Regions from separate parts of the Mus musculus genome. Here all the other regions are linked to region 2. Evidence: chromatin contacts called from public HiChIP or PLAC-seq data. All regions are on one chromosome and are shown on one strand. The core of a region is the stretch at or near the end of the contact, and the rest is flanking DNA. Distances in the headings are between cores, read along the strand shown. Region 1 overlaps Ankrd28 (ankyrin repeat domain 28). Region 2 overlaps Ankrd28 (ankyrin repeat domain 28). Region 3 overlaps Ankrd28 (ankyrin repeat domain 28).

The links. HiChIP or PLAC-seq counts read pairs in DNA pulled down with a chosen protein or histone mark.
Region 1: a contact with region 2 is called in an H3K27ac HiChIP or PLAC-seq map of embryonic fibroblasts, with 15 read pairs. The contact joins two enhancer-like sites. A contact is called at or near these places in 1 of 39 promoter capture datasets (the C10 cell line), 15 of 484 Hi-C or Micro-C datasets (B cells, CD4 T cells, the F1.1 cell line and 11 more), 9 of 115 datasets of contacts at active chromatin or transcription factors (the 230-238 cell line, CD8 T cells, the HPC-7 cell line and 6 more) and 4 of 9 other capture datasets (adipose tissue, embryonic stem cells, liver and 1 more).
Region 3: a contact with region 2 is called in an H3K27ac HiChIP or PLAC-seq map of embryonic fibroblasts, with 12 read pairs. The contact joins two enhancer-like sites. A contact is called at or near these places in 20 of 484 Hi-C or Micro-C datasets (the 3T3-L1 cell line, B cells, the C2C12 cell line and 16 more), 3 of 115 datasets of contacts at active chromatin or transcription factors (the HPC-7 cell line, embryonic fibroblasts and embryonic stem cells) and 4 of 9 other capture datasets (adipose tissue, embryonic stem cells, liver and 1 more).

What each region holds. Positions count from the first base shown.
Region 1 is chr14:31,784,418-31,787,734 of GRCm38.p6, reverse strand. The region is part of intron 1 of Ankrd28 (ankyrin repeat domain 28); the gene reads left to right. Among named protein-coding and RNA genes, the nearest start is that of Ankrd28, 44 kb to the left of the region's middle. Within about 2 kb of position 1,869, at least 45 of the 459 cell types and tissues checked have an H3K27ac peak or open chromatin away from gene starts, as enhancers often do. A contact at or near this core is called in embryonic fibroblasts and pancreatic cancer cells, where this site is marked.
Region 2 is chr14:31,698,611-31,702,036 of GRCm38.p6, reverse strand. Ankrd28 (ankyrin repeat domain 28) reads left to right here. Exons shown (of 28, transcript NM_001024604.2): 28 at 1-2,022. The coding sequence ends at 17. Among named protein-coding and RNA genes, the nearest start is that of Btd, 59 kb to the right of the region's middle. Within about 2 kb of position 1,481, at least 14 of the 459 cell types and tissues checked have an H3K27ac peak or open chromatin away from gene starts, as enhancers often do. A contact at or near this core is called in the C2C12 cell line, embryonic fibroblasts and pancreatic cancer cells, where this site is marked.
Region 3 is chr14:31,767,280-31,770,691 of GRCm38.p6, reverse strand. All of the region lies in intron 2 of Ankrd28 (ankyrin repeat domain 28), which reads left to right. Among named protein-coding and RNA genes, the nearest start is that of Ankrd28, 61 kb to the left of the region's middle. Within about 2 kb of position 1,946, at least 68 of the 459 cell types and tissues checked have an H3K27ac peak or open chromatin away from gene starts, as enhancers often do. A contact at or near this core is called in the C2C12 cell line, embryonic fibroblasts and pancreatic cancer cells, where this site is marked.

The DNA of each region.
Region 1 (3,317 bases), core at 620-3,119, 85 kb before region 2:
AGTGAGTTTTCTGTTTTAACATCAGAAGGTAAAAATGCCCTTTTTAGGGTAGTACAGATTGAAGAGTTATGCATAAGAACTTATTCAGAATCTGAATGAACACTTTGAAAAAATCTGCCTTTATTAGAATATAAACAAAAAAATTTTAATAAGGTTAAACAGCAAGTAGAGTCTTTTAGAAAATACCTAATATGCCAAAAGTAAAGGAAATGAAAGGGAAAACTGTTCTAATACACACATACTACTACTATATTTGAAAAGTAAATTTATTTCTTCATGTCTTAAGAAGTAGGTTGAAAGTAAGCCAAGCTACTTGAAGCCAGTTTGAATTAGAGGGTCTTTTATTTCCTTAATATAGTGTTACTCTCAAATCTCACTTTTGTTACTAGCTTTTGTTGTTGTTGTGTTTTGTTCTGCTGTCTTGCTGTGTAGCCCAGGCTGGCCTTGTTCATTTTCTTCCTGCTTCTGCCTCTTGAGTGGGATAATAGACATGTACCATAATACCCAGCTGAGTTGAGGTTATTCTAAACAGGCTAAATTCTGCCTGCTAAAAACAACTAAACACTGAAGAGATGGCTCATTGAGTCAGAGACTTAGCACGCTTACAGCAGAGCTGGGTTAAGTGCCAATCATCCACATGACAGCTCACAGCTGCCCGTGACTCCATTTCCAGGGGACCCCATGTCCTTTTTCTGGCTTCCATGAGCAACAGGCACTCACATGGTATACACATACATGCAAGTCTCACACATAAACATTAAATTCTTTAAAAAGGCTAAAGAAGGATTATTTACAATTCATGCTGTTTTCTGTGATTTGAAAATACCTGGGTAAATGTAGTATCACGTTACTGTACTGCAAAAGTTGAGAAGAACAGTTTGCAATTCAAAAACAAGTTGCTATGGTTACCCGGTGTTTGCTTTTTAAAGCAATAATTACACAAAATACCCAAAGAATTTCCTTTAGTACAGAAAGGTCGTAGCTTATGTGTATGCTAGTTATTCCACACACAAATTGAAACTGTATATATCACTTCCGTCCTAAAGTATCATTTGGAAAATACTAAAGAAAATGATTCATGTCTTTTTGAGCTGTAACAGGGTGGAGACATACTGAACACTATTTTAAAATTCAAGTAATGACTCAGATAGTTTAGGACATTTTTCTTATTCTTTAGTTCCTTTTATCAAATAATGCTGTAGTTCTACATAACAAATTTATGGTTAAAAGAACGAAAGTATTTTTCTGGTGTGTTTGTGATGTGAAGTCTTTTTAATACATTTTTATGGCTTTAATAACCTTATAAAAAGCCATGCTTATAACTGTTAATTCCATTAATTATAGCTTGTTTCAAACTTCTTAAAAACAAAGAAGATATCTTATTAGAGTCTATGACAAGTTCATTCTTAGCCAACAATCATTCTGGAATTTTTATTGTTTTCTTGACATATTCCTAATATCCAGCATCACAGGCATACCTAAACGCTTTTAAGACAATATAAGGTTAATTGTTATATTTTAATGGCCCTTTTATTTATAATAGGATATTATTTGTTCTTTAATATTAGGGCTATTTTAAACTGAAAATACTTTATATTTAAAGTAGAAGCTGGATTAAATAGTAAAGGGTCTTATCACAGTAGCAGTAATTGAAATACTATGCTGTAAAAGGTTGAGTGCTTTAGTTACTGCTGTGACCATAGGAAGTGGCTCACTTTCTCCTTTCTGCTTTTCTCTCAGTCAGACTTAGTATGGACTCTAGGATAACTCCAGCCATAAGATACTCAGCACATTTCACAACATCATTATCAAATATGCTGTTGTCCAGTAGGAGGGGACATTTCCCTCTATCTCTCCCTTTTTAGGTTAAAAAAAGAGAGACTTTCCTAGAAACACTACAGATGACTTTCCTTTGCATGTGACAGAGCAAGCTGGCTCAGAGCATGTCATTTCCCAAATGAGTCACTTACTAGGTAGAATAGAATTACCATGATCACCTTACACTATTCAAGATTTCTCCAAGTCATGTGGAATATAGAAATGGCATCCAAACAAAACTAAAGGTAGTCTGTAAGAAGGAAGGGTCAGTGGTGGTTAGCTAAGTAGGCAACAAGTAGCAAGCCACATATTACATAGAAAAGTCAAGCCTTGTCATTTTCTTCCAGGGTTAATTTTCCCACCAATTTAAATGATTCACAACACACCGATAATGGAGGGTTCTAGAGTTTTGTTTTTGTTTTTTGTTTTTTTCTTTTTTTAAAGCAGGAGAAAACAGATTGAAACAAAGCATTGTATAAATGTCACAAGAAAAACGTCAAGTATATGAAAACAATATATTTACAAATAGGAAATAGGAAAATTACTCTTTAATTTTTTTGGTCACATGCAATGACAATTTCATTTTCAAATGTTTCCTGTTAACCTACCCTATGAAAACCATCCTCCTTTCTGCACCCTCGTGATCATAATTCATCAGTTAATACCCCTTTCACCTGTTGAACGGGGCCCCTGAGCTCATTCTGTAGCTTGGCTGCTGCTATCACTGGACTGTGATAGTGATAGATATGTAGTGTCTCTGTTATATGCTGACTTTGACTTCTTTGGGTATATACTGCTGAGTGATGTAGACGGGTCATACAGTTCTATTTTTAATTTCCTGAGGAACCTCTCTGTTGATTTCCATAGTGGCTGGATTAATTTACATTACCATACATACGCAGTATATAAGGGTGCCGTGTCCTAACATTCCTAGCATTTGTTGTGTTTGTAGGTTATTGCTTTGGTTTTGGACAAGGTGTAGCTCTACTCCAGGCTGATTCCCTCCTCTATCCCCTGGATCCACTTGGTTTCTGTTTCTCATTAGAAAAGAAAAGTCTTCTAAGAGATAACAACTAAACATGACAAAATAAAATAAAACATGATGAAGCAAAAACCAACCATATCAGAGTTGGACACAGCAACCCATCAGGAAGAAGAGCCCCAAGGGTGGGCACGAGAGTCAGAGTTCTCATAAGCAGGAGTCCCATGAAAATACTAAGCCAATAGCTACAATTTACGCACAGAGGACCTGGTGCAGACCCTTGCAGGCCCTGTGCTTGCTGCTTCAGTTCAGTCTCTGTGAGCTCGTATGTGCCTGGTTGGTTCAGGGCGCCTTGTTCTCCTGGTGTCCTCCATCCCCTCTGACTTTTATAATCTTTCTGCTTCCTCTTCCGAAGAATTCTCTGAGCTCTGAGTTTCAGAAGGATTTGGTACAGACCTTCCATTTAGACTCCGCGTAATGTCTGACTGGGTCTCTTCATCTTGTTTTAGACAATTTA
Region 2 (3,426 bases), core at 232-2,731:
ACTCCGAGACCTACTGAAAGGCCGAGTGAGCTGCAGCTCTAAGGAAGTTCTGACACTGAAACTTCAAATCGGGCTTTTTCGGGAAAAAGGCACTTTCTTATCATACACAGATTCAACCTGAAGAAAGATCATGCAGTGAACGAATGGAAGAAACATGATGACATTAGGAAGAAGAGTCTTAAAGGCAAGTTTTGCAAAAGGAACTTCTAGAATCTTAATAATGACTTGACCAGTGGAAAACACAGTGATGTCGATTGCTTTGTGGGATCGTTTAATTGGCTTTGCAGTGCCAGAAATTGGGACACTGCTCCCTGACCTGCTTACATGGGCAACACTGCTGTAAAGAAAGAGATCAAAACACTAGATTAAATTTTACCCATAAAATTACAGCTAAATTTTAATGCAATAAAAGTTTGGTATAATAGGCATTATGTACACATCAAATTGCCAAGGACCAAATAACATACAGATTTTTTTATTAGAACTCCATTTTGTGGAAACGGAAATAGATGAAATGAGAAGTCGTCTAAAGCAAACTTCAGTGCTTCTGAAAGTGAGGCCAGATTCGGTTTGGTGTTGGTTTTTATAAGAAAGCATCTACTGTATTAAGCCATGAGAGGAAGCAGATGTATTTTTACATTTTTTAATATAAAAGTTTTTAAATTCCACTTTTTATAGACTTCAGAACCAGTTAACTGGGTGCAGCGTGGTTGAAAGTACTAGAGACAGACGCAGATGAAGTCAGGGCTGTTGCCCACGATTGAGTGGTTTGCTTTTAAATTGAATTGTTTTTGTTTAAGGAATTCCATAGAGGAAATTTTTAATGAATTTAAAAAACAGACTATTTCACCTCTTGTAATGCAGCGGTCCTGGAGAAGGGACATCTGAGCCTCTCTGTGCGCGGCACACCTGCATCACGTTAGTTACTTTGGGACCTCTACCTTTTTTGGCTGGAGGAATTCTATTGTCATTTATTTTAATCTTTGAACTTTAAAAACAAGAATCAAAATTTTAAAAAGTTTGAAGACTCTTGTTATGAAACATTGTCGAAAGCTGGTTGTGAATTCTATACAAACTGGGATTGTAAATGTTTTATGTAAAAGAAAATACTTAAAAATGTACCTGCTTCCTCTCCTGCGTCCTCACAGCACTGGAAGGTTCTTGAATGCATCCTTTCCTTTGTTGTTGTTGTTGTTGTTGTAGTCGTTTGTTGTTTTAAGACAGGGCTCTCTATGTGTAGCCCTGGCTGTACTAGAGTTTGCTTTGTAGACCAGGCTGGCCTCGATCTCACAGAGATTCACCTGTCTCAGCTTCCTAAGTGCTGGGATTAAAGGTGTGCACCACCACTGCCTGGCTTCAGATGTTTTCTTTATAAAAATCAACATCAAACCATTTGGCTTCCTTCTCAGAAGCATTGGAGTTTGCTTTAGATGATGACTCATAACATAAACAGAATCAGGTCATTTGGAAGGCATTTCTGTACTGGGCAAGATTTAAAATACTTCAGGCTTTAGGTCCTCCTGAGATCTAGAGTAGCGGGTGTGCAGCTTCTTACTGTCAGAGCTTGCCTGCCAAATTGAAGACTGCCTTTCAGGTAACAGAGAAGAGGCTGACAGTAGGCTAATTTTAAATTACACTTTTCTGTGGTTCTTTTATTGTAACTGTCACTTTCCCAGTAACAATGATTTTACATTGGGGGGAGGGGTCTTACTAGAGCTGGGTAAAGTTCCATACATTGCAACAAAATGATACCCAATTCCATCTTACCCTTTTTGTATTGTGAAACTGGAACTTTATGACATTGTAAATTATCAGCTGGTTTTTCTGAATATAAAGTGTGAAAACACAGAACAGTATTTTGATCTATTTGATAATTTTGTGGGTTTTTTGAAGAATTAATGAGCATGTACATAGAAATAGTGACTGCTTGAATCCTGTATTTACTTGCACTCTTTCAGTACATCAAGATTCCTGTATATTTTAGAGTATAATAAAACACAGACGTGAGCTGTATTTAATGAATAATGTATTTGTATCTGTGCATATTACTTAAAAATCTATAAAGTTTCTAGGGCATTGACTACTAGATTTTAAGCATTTTTCTAAAATATTTGCAAAATTATAAATATAATCTCCATCTTTTCTTTATAATATAAAGGAGTCGTAATGAACCCTTCGTAATTAATAGTGGGAGAAGGGTAAATATGCATTTTAAAAGACCGTAGACTACATTTCTATTGTACCTTTTAAAAAAGAAAACTCAAGAGGATTCTAAAAGTATACCATATGTGTGCTTTCTCTTTCCTTTTAGGAATTCTCTTCTGAATTCCCTGAGGGAATTTTCTAGAATCTCAGAATTGAAAGAGACCTGAGGTCCATCCAGTCTAACCTCTTAAATGCAGGAGTCCCTTCTCCAAGGTTGTCTTTCCACCTTGAACACTTCCAGTGACTACCTCACGAGCAGTCCATTCATTGTTGAGCAGCTCTGTTAGGAAGGTCTCCTTAATGGAGCTGAAGCCTCCCTCCTGGTAACTTCTGTCCTTGGGCCCAGCTCTGTCCTCCAAGGGAATGCTGGAAGGATGACTTTCCACCCTCTGCCATGTCTTCTCTTTCACAGGCTGAAGTGATTTCCAGATGGACTCATTAGACACATTGTCTGCACATCTATTGAAGTCAAATGTGTAGCTATAAAGTAACAAACTCATCTTTTAATTTATCCTCATATGTATGTAGAGACCAAGATCCTGCATCACTTTAAGTAAAACACTCGGGAGGTGGTTTGTGCTGTTACCAGCCGACTAGAAAAGCTGTTCCTTTGTGGTAGTTTGTCTCTAGCTTGAGCAACCCACTTCCTTTGGTGTGCACTGGAAGAGGGAAATTTTGAAGTACTATCCCAGAAAGTGTTGACTAACACCAGTATTTGGAATAAATACAGGAGCACAGCATAGCGCCATACGTTACTTTATAGTTACATACACCTATAGTGTGCACAAAGCATTGGTCCTGGTGGGTCGGTTGTGTATTTATCCTCGCCCACAAGGGGAAAGTCTGTCGGCCTTTAATTTCTGTGAGAAAGGTGACATCTAAGATATGTGTTACAGAAATACCAGCTTTTGCTCAGAAACAACTTTGGGGGAGATAACGATGACAGGTGACCTCAAACAGTGCCATTTAGTTCAGAGATCTCTAAATGTAGCTGTAAATTTGGGGTTAATTTGGCTTCAAATATTGGATCTTTTAAATGAAATAAAAATTTTTAATGTAAAAAATCAAGTGTCTTTCTTTTTTACATATAAAGAACTTTTTTCTTTAAAATGTGTTAAGTTACAGCAGGTTTTTAGACAAGTTTTTTGCAGGTTGTTAGTGTGTTTCCTACAGCCTAGAATGAATTCCTGAGTGTTCCTACTCCACGTCTAGGTGCTGCAT
Region 3 (3,412 bases), core at 697-3,196, 68 kb before region 2:
TGGTCACTGAGTTTGGGAGCAAGGGTTTCAACTTTTCTGCTGTACATAGATCCATGCATCAAATATAGACATACTGGGATGACAATTGTCTCTCAAGAATAGAGATACACATAGCTACAAGCCGTAAAGGAAGGGTGTATTCTGGCAATGGATTCAATTTCAAGATGGCTTCAAGCTATAATGGATTAGATCATGGTTGTAAATATATATCATGGGCTCCTACTCTGGTAATAAAGTTACATAAACTCCAAGCACCTTTCTAAATTATAAAGAGCCTATGCGGGCCACAAGAATCATCTGTGTAGTTACTTTATCTACAGGGCAATATTGATGTTCTCTTCATTTCTTCTTAAGAAATCCATCTTAGCTGTCAGACAGTCATGGTGGAGGAAACATCTCAGGGAGGAGACAGCATGCTTCACTCTTCTCTGTGGAGTTACTTGGGACTTTGTGCTCTATAGCAATCTCAGCACTGCAGTCAGATTCTGCAGTATAGTCTGTTTCTCTCGGAAGAAGGGGAAGGGGTAGAGCTGACAACAGTGAACGGCAGACAGCTCTAGTCAGTCACTCTGCTGGCCTCTTTATTTTTATTTTTTAAAACAAGTACATGGTAAGAACTCCCTCCCTCCCTCCCTCCCTCCCTCCCTCCCTCCCTCCCTCCGGGTATTGTGTGTGCGCACGTGCACAGTGCGCATGTCATAGCTCATATGTGTAAGACAGGGAACAACTTGTTAGAGTCAGTTCTCTTCTTCTACCTTCTGGGTTCCAGGGATTGAACTCAGGTCATCAGGTTTGTTGACAAGTGGTTTTATTTTATTATGGTCCCTGCTTCTTAATTTAAATTATAAGTACAGTATTTCATTGTGTAGATGTCCAACTGGAAATTTCAGATATGTTAAAAGTCTGATGTTTATTAAGCATTTCAATGTACCAATATATTCACTAGGCCTTTTTTTAAAAATTAAGCTCAAGGTTTTTCATTAATAATGCATAACTTAGTAATAGGAATATTTTTCTTGAACTATACCCACAATTTATTATCCATACCTTCCATTTTGCGTTTCTTTAAGTGATAGGAGAAAGTAAGCCCTTAACTGACCATGTTAAGCCAGGCCTGGTGGCACGTGTCTATAGTCTCCTCACCATGAAAGCAGAGGTAGGATAATCTTGAGTTTTAAGCCTACATGGATTACATAAGAGCTCTAGGCTAGCCTGTATTCATAGGGAGATTCTCTAGGACAAAACTAGCTTAGAGTAAAACTCTGGCTCTTTATAAAAGCAGGCAGCTTTAGTGTTGCAGTTTCTCACCCTTTTCCCATTTTGTAGCACTTGCCTTTATTGAATTTTAAAAATAATATTTAGCCTGTTCATCATCGAAACACTTGGTTCTTCATTCCTGATTTAGTTATTTAAATGCTATTTAAATAAGCTACAAATACACAAATTACTAACACATTTTACCCTTGGCAAACATAGACCCCATTGTATGATCAAGAGTGTGTGGATTTAGTAGTGGAAGACTGTGAGTCAAAGTACCTTGTGTAAAAACTAGTTATTCATGCTACCCAGGAGCCAAGAATATTAGTTAATCATGTGAGTTAAATAAAGGTTGATGAAGAGCTTCTTGTGTTCTATTATTTAAGTAACCATTTAGGGGACATCTAATTGTTTTCAGCATTTGCTTCCTGCAATGATTGAATAAACAAGTTAGAATTCATTTTTTTAAAACATAAGTTTTAAAGCCATATTTTACTAAAGGGACTTTTAGCTATTTTAATGCCTAATTTTCAGTGTTGAACTCTAGTAGAGTGAAATAAGATCTGTATTTTTTCTTTCATTATTAATTAATTCCCTTTTATTTTGATTTGCATAGAAGAATGCTATGTTTGTATGAGTCATAAAATAGCTTCATAGTATTGTGAGCATTGAGTCACAGAATTCCAGGCATCTCTCAGACACAGATGACTCACTTTCTGTGTCATCGTGCTTGCTGTAATGCTTATGCGTTACATTAGAGATGTTTGTCTATTTGACTAGGTCTAATCACATTTTAACATTAGCAACATTTGTTTGTTTAATGGGTAGCACCAAAAAGCCTAGGCAACGAGTTCTTTTTAAAACACACTTCTAAATTAGTCTTCAGCTTTCAGTAAATTTTTATATTTCAGTGCTTGCCAGACAATCTCTGTAAGCTTTTTAGCACTGTTTGGTGTATGATTTCTCTCTATATTCTATTTCCTGGGGTGAAAATTAGAATAAAAGGCGTGATGCAGTAGATTCTAACTCTGGTCATAGAGAGGAAAAACTCTTAGCTCACTAACTTATTTAACATTAATAGCACTAAACTAATTTCCTGTACAGTATTTTTACATAGTATTGCTAAGCCTCCCCACTCTAATCCACACTCTCAGCTGTCCTTAGAGTGAGTTAGAGAGTCCCAAACTAGAAAATTTTACAATCTTGAGCTGAGGAGATAGCTCAGTGGGTAAAGTGCTTGTTAGACAATCATGAGGAACAAAGTTCGATGTCTGACCCCCACCTAAGAGCTGGATGTGGTAGTGCGTGAATACCAGCACTAGGAAGGCAGAAAGTTACCTGGGGATGACTAGACAACTAGCCTACCCTAATGGTCAGCAAGCCCTGGGTCCCAGGAACTGATCCTGTCAGAACAAAGCAGACAGTTCTTGATGAATGGTCCTGAGGTTGACATCTGACCTCCACATGCACACATACACAGCCATGTATCCACATGTACAGCATCCCTCCCCCGAAAAAAATCAGGAAGACTGGAGTAATATCCTGAATAGTCTATAAAAGTGGGTGTTCCAAGATGGTGGCTTAGTTCTTGAGATCATTCACAATCATAGTCACAATCTGCTCTGATAGTGGCCTACATCTACATGTTCAAAGTTAGCTCAGTTTCAAATCTGCCTTTCAGCCTATAGGAAGTAGGAAGATACTCCAGCTATAACGTAGTTTTTGTTTTGTTTTCATTTCATTTTGTTTTTTAAGGCAAGATCTTGCTTAGTTTAGTTTAGGCTGATCCAGAACTCCACTATGTAGCCCAGAGTGGAGTTGATCCTCGGCCTCAGCCTTAGCCTCAGCCTCGGCCTCCCCCTCCCCCTCCCCCATGCTGCTGATGTGCATGCACTCACCCAGCTTGACAGATGCCTTTTAAAGGGAAGGCATTTTCAAAGGTCTGGCATTTGATTTCACTATTCTACTATTGGTCCACACTAAGTATAAGTACTTCAGGTAATCTAGGGATATAACCTCTTATTTACCATGTGGGTAAATGGCAAGTTATAGCTTGCTTTCTATAGACAGTAAGAAAAACGGATTAAAAAAGAAAAAGAAAAAAAAAAACAAAAACACTTAATCTACTACAAAAGTCTTCATGAACAATACTAAG